Linked DNA regions of Rattus norvegicus: region 1 is linked to region 2. Evidence: chromatin contacts called from public Hi-C data. All regions are on one chromosome and are shown on one strand. The core of a region is the stretch at or near the end of the contact, and the rest is flanking DNA. Distances in the headings are between cores, read along the strand shown.

The links. A called contact is a pair of places that touch in the nucleus more often than the background predicts.
Region 1: a contact with region 2 is called in a Hi-C map of frontal cortex, with 3 times the contacts expected there. The contact joins two enhancer-like sites. A contact is called at or near these places in 2 of 12 Hi-C or Micro-C datasets (frontal cortex and prefrontal cortex).

Annotation. Positions count from the first base shown.
Region 1 is chr3:79,063,089-79,067,602 of GRCr8, forward strand. The region is part of intron 1 of Chn1 (chimerin 1); the gene reads right to left. Among named protein-coding and RNA genes, the nearest start is that of Chn1, 19 kb to the right of the region's middle. Within about 2 kb of position 2,998, at least 31 of the 93 cell types and tissues checked have an H3K27ac peak or open chromatin away from gene starts, as enhancers often do.
Region 2 is chr3:78,955,282-78,960,290 of GRCr8, forward strand. Chn1 (chimerin 1) reads right to left here. Exons shown (of 13, transcript NM_001399177.1): 7 at 4,727-4,804. Among named protein-coding and RNA genes, the nearest start is that of Serpinb8l1, 49 kb to the left of the region's middle. Within about 2 kb of position 2,475, at least 44 of the 93 cell types and tissues checked have an H3K27ac peak or open chromatin away from gene starts, as enhancers often do.

The sequences.
Region 1 (4,514 bases), core at 1,748-4,247, 110 kb after region 2:
TGCTAACAATGATGATGCATGTGTGCATTCATATGTGTACACATGTATGAAAGCCAGACGACAACCTTAGGTGTCTTTCTGAAAAATGTCACTCACTTCCTTTAAGACAGGGTCTCTTATTGGATTGGAACTTACTGACTAAATTAGGCTGACTGGCCAGTAACCCCCAGGACATTTCCGTCCCTGCTTCTTCAGTGCTGAAACTATAGGTGTGTGCTATTGTCCCTGGCATTTTACTTGGGTTCTGGGATTGAATTCATGACCTCTTGCTTACAGTGCAAGCACTTTAGTGAATGGTCTACATCTCCAACACCATCATGGGGTCTTAAGTCTATACAGATCTTTGTTCTAATCACACGCAATGGCAGCTGGCAGATAGGAAAAGAGCCACGTGTACTCATGTGTTGAGGGTCTTTGGAATATGGAGAAGGAAGAGGACCACAGTTAGTGCCTAGTCATTTTCCTTTATTGTTTCCTGTTTCCCAGAAGGAAATGCAGGAAGGAGTGCATTTTCTTGTCTTCCGATGGTGTCTGTGACGGTTCACGTTGGTCATCGACCTGATGGAATTTAGAATCAGCATGGAAAAAAATGTCTGAGTGTGTCGTGAGAGATCGGATCCCCTGGAATAGGTTAACTGGTGTGAGGAGACCATCTCCAAAGGTGGCCAGAGCCATTTCATGGGCTGTAATCCCATGTGGATAAAACGGAGAAAGTGAGCTGAGTGCCAACCATCACTTTCCCTCGCTTCCTGTCTGTGGATGGGATGTGACGCCAACTCCTGCCGCCATGCCTTCCGTGACTTGACAGCCTTCATGGCTGCAACATGAGACAAAATAAAGTCTGTTTTCCTTGAGGTGCCTTTGCTAGGTGTCTTGTTGCTGTGACAACACGAAACTACTAGAGCAGTGTTAAATGTAGATTGGAATAAGGTGGGCCTCATGGAGCATCTGTTACTGACACCAACCCCTTGGTTCCTTCACTGTAACGGCGTTCAGGTGTCTGCATTTTAAACACAGCTAACCAGACCACAGTGTTCTTTGTGTGTCCACTGAAATTACAGTTGGGAAACCAAGTATTTTTTTTTAAACTTAATAAAATATCTTTTATGACCAGGAAAAAAAAAAAGAAAAAAAGAATTAGGAATTGATAAGTACTAAAACTAGAATAGTTCCATATTATATTCCAAATTCTTTCTTGCCTTTAAATATAAAAATTACACAATTATCTGAAACAATTGCTAGTGGCCAGTGGTTTGTTTTGTTTTGTTTTGTTTTGTTTTTATGTATACATCATACAGCTTTCTGCCTGCATGTATGCCTGCAGGCCAGAAGAGGGCACCAGACCTGATTATAGATGGTTGTGAGCCCCCATGTGGTTGCTGGAAACTGAACTCAGGACCTCTTGGAAGAGCAGACAGTGCTCTTAACCTCTGAGCCATCTCTCCGCCCAGTGGCCAGTGTTCTTGTAAATGCCATTATTTGAAGATTGCTAAAAACTAGACTATCCTCATCTCCCATGCTTTCTTACAAAAGGGCACTTTTACCTGTGGTGCCAACAGGATTCTATCAGAAGTATCAATAAATTAAAATTTCTTTATAATAGATAGTGGCTAGAGTACTTCATGCTCCCTATTTCATAAAGAAAAGTTAAAATAAAACAGTATAGAAGAGAGAAAATGGTTTATATGAAATATATGTAGATTATCAATGGCCACTCAAGTCTGTCCATCCAGACCCATTTTTGGCCAGTCCTGTTTCCTCTGTGGTCCAAAAGGTTCTATCTATAGACTTGTGCCCTGGCTCCTCACTGGACTGGGTTAACTGAAGACACTGTCATGAAGAGGAAGACAGTGCCTTTTCATAAGGAAATGAGGTGGCAGTGTGGCTCCTATGGAGACGACATTATAGTAAGGACTATTATTGATATATTAAACTTTGAGTGGCTCTAGAATATAATATATTCCATTGATAATGTGCATGTGATGTGTGTGTATGTTTGTAAATATCTTCCATTTCATTATATACAGTACATAGGTAATAAAATAAACCTCTATTTTCTTTTTTCTTTTTTTTCTTTTTTTTTGGTTCTTTTTTTCGGAGCTGGGGACCGAACCCAGGGCCTTGCGCTTCCTAGGTAAGCGCTCTACCACTGAGCTAAATCCCCAGCCCCTATTTTCTTTTTAAGGCACTTAAAGGGCAAATACAATGAATGGAGGCAGCCCTTTCTAGTTTACAGCTTTCAAAATAACCTTAACATCTTCAACAGAAGAACCAGCTCCTCTCTAAAAATGAACACATTTCCAAGTACTAAATTTAAGACTCAAACTTTGTACATTTTGTTGACTCTCCTTAAACTGAAGGGAAAGAGGACACAGGGTGGCAAGTGCCATCTTGTGGGCATCCTAGAAACTGTTCTGAGTCTCAGAGCCAATCTTTACAAATGTTTACAAGATTCCAAATAAACAAACTGTTATTGTAATTTAAATAAAAAGAGTAACTCTGCCAGGACCTCAGGTCAGTGCCTACAATAAACTGTGTTTGTGTGAGTAGAGAGCTGAGGCAGGCTTGCACTTCATCCCAGGCTTTCCTGGAACTTCTTACGTAGCCCAGGCTGGCCTCAGCCTCAGTGACCCAGCTGGGATTACAGCTATGCACTAGCATACCCAGCACATTTGTGACTAAGATCCTTCCTTCTAAAGAACCTGGGATGTTTCTAGTCACATCACAACATCTGTCTCTTACCTGCAGGAGCTAGTCTGGAAAATGGAGGTTGAGACTGCCATATATCGAATGGAGTTTCAAAAGCGTCTAGTTGGAGAAGTTAGAATAATTCTCCCAGTTTCATGATATAACAAACAAAGTTACAGAACACCATGTCTCAATAAACAAACAAACAGTAAAATGGGAGAAGGTGCTTTCCACAAAACCCAAACCAAAAGAAGTTATCAAAAATCTAAAATACAGTGCAATTAATGAACAGATACACCCATAAGTCCATAAGCTTTGTGCACATGTCTGATAAGCAGAAGTTCATGACAATTCAGGTGATCTGGAGGTCTCGGCTCAGTTGCAATGTAAGGTGCTTGCCTCGAGTCATGAGGCTCCATAAAAAAGATATTATACAACATAGCAACGCTACACACACACACACAGAGGGAGGGAGGGAGGGACGGAGAGAGAGAAAGAGAGAGAGAGAGAGAGAGAGAGGGAGCGCGCACGCTCCCTTTTCTCACAACGATGAATGAAGTCCACCCACTGCACACATGGTCTTCAGTTTGAAGACCATGCAGCTCAGCAGTATCGCCACAGCCTGCTTCAGTCTTTAAAACCTGTACCTTGTCTAACAGGCCCTAGGTCTGATCACTGGCACCACCCAAAATAACGGTTTCTTGTCATGTAAAAGATGTCAGCTAAAAAGAGCTGGACAGGGAGATGGGAACTGGTAAAGTGCCTGTCACCCAAGCATGAGTACCTAAGTTCAGATAACTAACAACCACATAAAAATCAGGCATAGTCCCATGTGTCTGTAACCCCAGAACTGGTAAGGATCCCTGGAGCTCAATGTATCCTAAAATATATGAGAAAACGAAGATGAAATTTTTAGGGCATATTTCTTTTTGTTATCTAATATCACTTCACTGAAAATGCATTAATTTTCCTTCCTAATCTGATAATGAAACATTTTACTATAAAATTAGAAAATGCTAGGTGTTATCTGCTGAAATCTTATAATTTTTAATTTAAAATTATTTCTTAAAAATGTAGAAGAATTTCAAATGCCTGTCTTGATTAGAAGATGAGGTCACATAGCATTGTGTGTGTGGCCACACCTCAAAGAAACAAGGTCTGGAGACTGAGTACAGACACTGCTTTCTTACTCCGTCTGGAAGCTGGAGCATGTGCGCGTGTGCATGTGTGGAGATGGGAAGGAGGGGTGGAAACAGGGAGACTAGCGAGAGCAAGAGCTCAGAGCTCCCCTGTCTGGACAGACCTAGGAAAGCAGCAGGGGAAGCAAGGCAGGGCCCTCAAGATCACCACCTCCATCTCTGGAAACTCACATGAGGCCTCAACAATGAGTGCCCTACACCAGCAGCGCCTGCATCCTCCTTTCTATTATCCTATTTTTGGTCCATCTTGCTCTTTTTTCTTGTCTGTTTGAGGCAATGTATCCATATGACTTCAATTGAAAGAATAAAGTGACAAGACTAGAGGACCTGGTTTTTATCAAGGAATATAACTCCAAGGTCCAGGAGTAACTTTTAAACACACAATGAAGAAAAATTGCTAAATTTTGTTTTTTTAAAGGTTCTCTTTTCTTTTCCTTCCTCTGATTGTGTGGCCCTGGTGTCTGAAACTCACTTGTAGATCAGGCTGGCCTCTTAACTCAGAGACCTGCCTTCCTCTGCCTCCCAAGTGGTGGGATAAAGACTCTCTTCTTTAACTATGTAGACTGTTACCATGAGCATCTCTGGGACCCTGAGGAGTTAACAAACGACATCCAACTACCAAACAGT
Region 2 (5,009 bases), core at 1,225-3,724:
CCTCCCAGTTTCTGCTCATCAGTCCTTTTCTTGTCTGACTGCAGAGGCAGAGAGAACCCCATTATGTACAGATCTTGGCTATTTTTGTCTTCTTTGGCCCACATTCAAAGTGAAGAGAGGGGAATGTGCTTAATATAAAATACACATTGCAGTTCCTTTTAACCTCTTGTTTGCAGAAAAACTATTCCTTTAAAATCTCATGTTGGATACTACATGTTTGTATCCATAAAGGACAGTACATTACTGCAAAAGCTTAATAAGATACTTTAGGTAACCACATTAATGAAGCTAAGGCAGAAGAATCTGGACTTTGAGGCTGACCTGGATTACATAATAAGTTCAAGGCCAGCCTATGCTATATAGTTAGACTCTCTTAAAATTTAAAAAAAAAAAAGTGCAAAAAATGTGATGTTATCAGTTTTCATTTAATTTTTCAGAAGCCTGTAAATCTGATTAACATAAAGAACACGTCTTAAGTCTGTAAGTCTGATTAATATAAAGAACACGTCTTCAGAATGTACTTCGTATTGAGATTTTCTGTTGTCTGCAGAGTTGGTTTCAAAGTAACACGTCCACTATGTCACACTGTATATACTAAGTCAGTCAGTCACTCAGTCAACACCTCTTAAACATGTACCAGTTGCCAGCACTTTCCCACATATGGCAAAAAGGGAAAAAGATTAGAGTGGGGAGAAAGTGGTGAGGCGTTTAGTGGGTACAACACAGGGAGCAAGGAGGCACAGTCACTGAACATAAAATTTCAGTGCAGTGAAAGAACAAAACCAAAACTCCTCTCGATATGTATCAAACGGAAAGAGCAGAGGGCCCGGATCTGCGTGTCCCGGGGGGAAAGGAAAGACCCCTTTAGCAGGAGTGTGACCACTGCTGCCTTTCTGGTTGCCAAGCAGCAGGACACTCTGCCTGCTGGCCAGGTGCCTACTACATGTACATTTAGGAGGTCTTGATCATTAACCTTATCATGGAAGCCTCCTGTTATGGTGCTATTTGAATTATATCACCAATTTGCATTTTGGAAACCACTGCCTGCATCTTCTCTTGGAAACGGAGGACTTTATTGTACTCTGTAGTACATAAAATATTCAAGTGCTCTTATGTAAACCCCACTCTACCTGGGAGTTGAATGGGAGCTCCTAGGATCATCCAAGACTCTCTACCACACTGTGATCTACGCTAGGAGGAATCACTCTTTTATATAAATGAATCAATCGATATAAATCCAGAAAAAAACCCAGTTAGAGATAATATGTCATAATAAAAATAGTGGTCCATGTGCCTACATAGACCAGGAACTTAAATTTTCTGCTCTACAAGAGAGGCTTAGAGAGATTAAGCATTCAGGCCAATTAGGCAATGGTCCGTGTCACCAGCAAATGCCTAAGGACAGAGGCTGAGTCTCCAGTCCTTCCCAGAGCCTCAGAAGTCGGATGCAATCAATGACAGTGGAGGGTCGGGGGCAGCTGACTGCTTCTGTGTTCCTTTTGATTTTTTTTTAAGTTTTGTTTTCTACATGTGGTATTAGGACGGAGTAACGCTCTTTACAATAAAAACCCTCTTCACTTAGTGCGTGTTCCTGGTGCATAGAGACATGCACACAGATGGTTCTCTACTTCCACCATGCAGATCCCAGAGATAAAACCCTCAGCCAGGAGCCAAGGAAGTTCCTGGACCTACAGAGCCATTTCATCAGCTCAGAATAGAGTAACTCTTCAAAGAATTTGATTAGTTAGAAATACATTCAATTTTCATGTTAAATAAAAGTTAAATGAAAGTTTCATGTCAAAAGTTTATATACATTTAGAAATATCACATGGTACCTAATATATGTATAAATTTATATGTAATTATAAATAAAAACTAAAAATTATGAGGTACTGTGTGATGTTACATGGGTATACATCTCTAATATTCAAATCACGATAAACATGTCTCTTGAAACATTTGCTTCATTTTACATTTTGGTAAAAATATCTAGAATTCCTTCTGCTAGTTCTTTTGGAATTATGCTCAAATTTATACTGACATCTTACCAAGCTTCTACAGAATGTGGTATATTTACTGCTAAAATGATAACTTCCCTAAGATACAGGAGCCTTTCTCTGATGCAAGAACAGCAGAGGGGAGGGGAGTGAACAAGAGCGGGAGAGGAGGGGTCGGGAGGAGAGGAAAAGGTTACATAAAAGCAGAATCCATTTTTAAATGTTCCTCCTACAAATCCCCAGTCACAGGTCCAGCTGCTCCGAATGGCTTCCTCCTTGGTGAGTGTTTCCACCAAAGGTAACCGGTGCTCTTGCATTCACCCCAAAATGAGATTTGACAGCTGTGCACACCGCCAAGCAGCATTACATAACGAGCAGCTCAAGAGGCTGAAGAGAAAAGCACACTGAAAGGAGGCTTTGGTGAGGGGCCTGAGGTCACTGGAAAACACTCCACTGAGAGAAAGAAAGCTGCAGGCAGATCACATGGCTGGCAACCATGGAAACAGTCCAGTTTTCCCACAGTAGAGCTGACCGCACATGAGGACCACAGGCAGTGCCCTTCTAGGCCAGCATCTGATGGAGGGAGGTCCTGCTAGGGCTGCAATTCTTTCAGGAATATTCTCTGAAATCAAGTAGGACCCCTTCTTTTTTCTTTCTTACTTTTTTTTAAAAACATTTTTGAAAATGTTACTCCACAGGCACATTTTAAAAATAAGTTATTTTTAATAGGAGGAGTCAAATTCTGAGACTTCTGACCTTATTAGTGATTCTAAACACTGTGTAGAATGCTTCACTGTCCCACAGAAAACCCTTCTTGACATGGAGAGTTAAAGAACAGGCCTCAGCTAGGTTTTATCTGTGAACTCCAGAGAAAGAAGTCTCCCATGTTTCAATGTGCTTAAAACAGAAGAAAACCCAAATAAACAGACAAGTGTGCTGAGGCTGGGGTAGAGCCCCTGGTACAGTGTCTGCCTGGCTGTTCAGGGGTCTAGGCTCAGTCTCCAGCTGTGGTGGTGAGGGTCACACAGCTAATACTTCTGGATGCGCAGAGTTTACTTCTTATAACGCTGTGTGGAAAAAAAACCCTAAAAGAAATAATCTGCAGGAGAAGGGAAAGTATATGCTTGTTCATGCAAATTATTCAACAGACCCGTTTACTTCTAACCAATACAGGTAAGAAGCATTTACAGACCCCGATTTAGCACTGCCAGGATCATCTCATAGGCTGGCTTTGCCTGTGAGATGCACCTCTTTGAAGATACTTTGGAAGTCCCAGAATTTCTAGAATATGTGGATGATTCTTCCCTTCAAATGCATAGACATTTCATGGGCCATTTTCCTGGTAAAAGTCCTGTAAGACCAGGCTATAAATCACTCAAACTCAGCAGCCTTCAGGTATTTATTTGTTTTGTTTATTTTTGGTTTATAAGTGGATGATGTGGCTAAGACTGGATGTACATATTTCCATTTTCTGCCAATTTTTGATTCGTTGAACTGTCTCAATTCCATATTAAAGCAAAATATTGATTGAAAAGTAAGGTTCACATCATTAACCCCCAAACAGTATGAAGACTGCGATCTATTCCTCACTACAGAAAACACGGAGTACACAGAGGCATGTTTGTTTGCTTGTTGTTTTGTTTTTTAGCATGAGTAAAATAAATGCTAGTGTTCAAAGTCAGGATGAATTATAAATCTGGGATTAAGTCCCTTAGTAGAGAGTCTGGTGCATTCTATATGCTGAATAAATGTTAAATAAATTAACATAAAAAAACCAAATTTCCAGATCTAATACCTTTTTTGCAATCAAATATTCCCATTCTAATATCAGCATTAATAATATTCTGTGTAAACTCAAGATTCTTGAGTCTTTAGACAACTTTTATAGGAACTTTTGTACTATCGGGAAGGTGCTATAGAAATGCTGGCTCAGCTGCCTGCTCAGGGTGATTGGGTCTCCTTACACATGGCTTCAAGTTCCACATCCCTGATTTAGCATGTAAAGGGCACAACTTCAAGGCCTTACATCACACAGTAAGTATAGGTTAGATCTAGATACATCTCAGGCCAACATACATATACATATATATAATCTCCATAAAGGAAGATTCAGGTACACTGCATAAAACATATTACAGCAAGAATTAAAAACAATATAAGCAAGGTGAAAGCCGCCACAGAGAAACATAGGGAAGCTGCCAGTCAGAGCCTCTATGGTCACAGGGCAGCAATCTTCCTTTTATTGTGGTCAATTTATTAACGGAAGAAGGAGAGAAGACAGAAACTATGGGAAATGCATACCATCTGCTCACTCCAGATTCAACTACACATGCCTGCTACAGCAAAGCCTCTGACCAGAATTGGACAGATAAGACCTAATCCCTTCCTGAAATCACCAACAGAAGTAGATACATTGCAAAACAGATACATACATGCAAGACCAAACTCATGTTAGAGACCTTTATAACATCAGCTAAGCTCAGCAGTGTGCACACGGTGATCCCGGAGAACATTATCGCAGCACCTGAGAAAATGGGGCTGGATTTCTATGAGCTCAATTCAGCTCCTCCTTAAATAAAATAAAACCAGGATTTAAACATGTTCTTTCCTTGAATAGCAAGAACATTTCAGTCAAATCACCTTAATTTGTCAAGGATGAGCCTGGAACATTGCACATTCCAAGCACTGAGCAGTCCTCATAAGAAAAGGCTAGAAACAAATGCTCTTACCTTGAAATTGTGAACCTTCTCATATTTTGGAATTTGTTCATTTTCTTTCAGAGTTGCTCTTCTAACAAGTGATGTCAACTGCGAATAAGCAAAGAGTTTCAGAGGTTGCCAGATTGTCACAGACGACTTTTGAGAACCCAGTTTCATTCCCAAGGCTGCTATCAATAAATCTTGCTGACGGCCCTCTTGCTTTGATTTGTGAACTGTAGCTCTATTAGTTTTCCTCCCCGACCAGGACTCTTTGGATGGCATTTTGATACTCAAAGGAATAGAAAAACAAAAA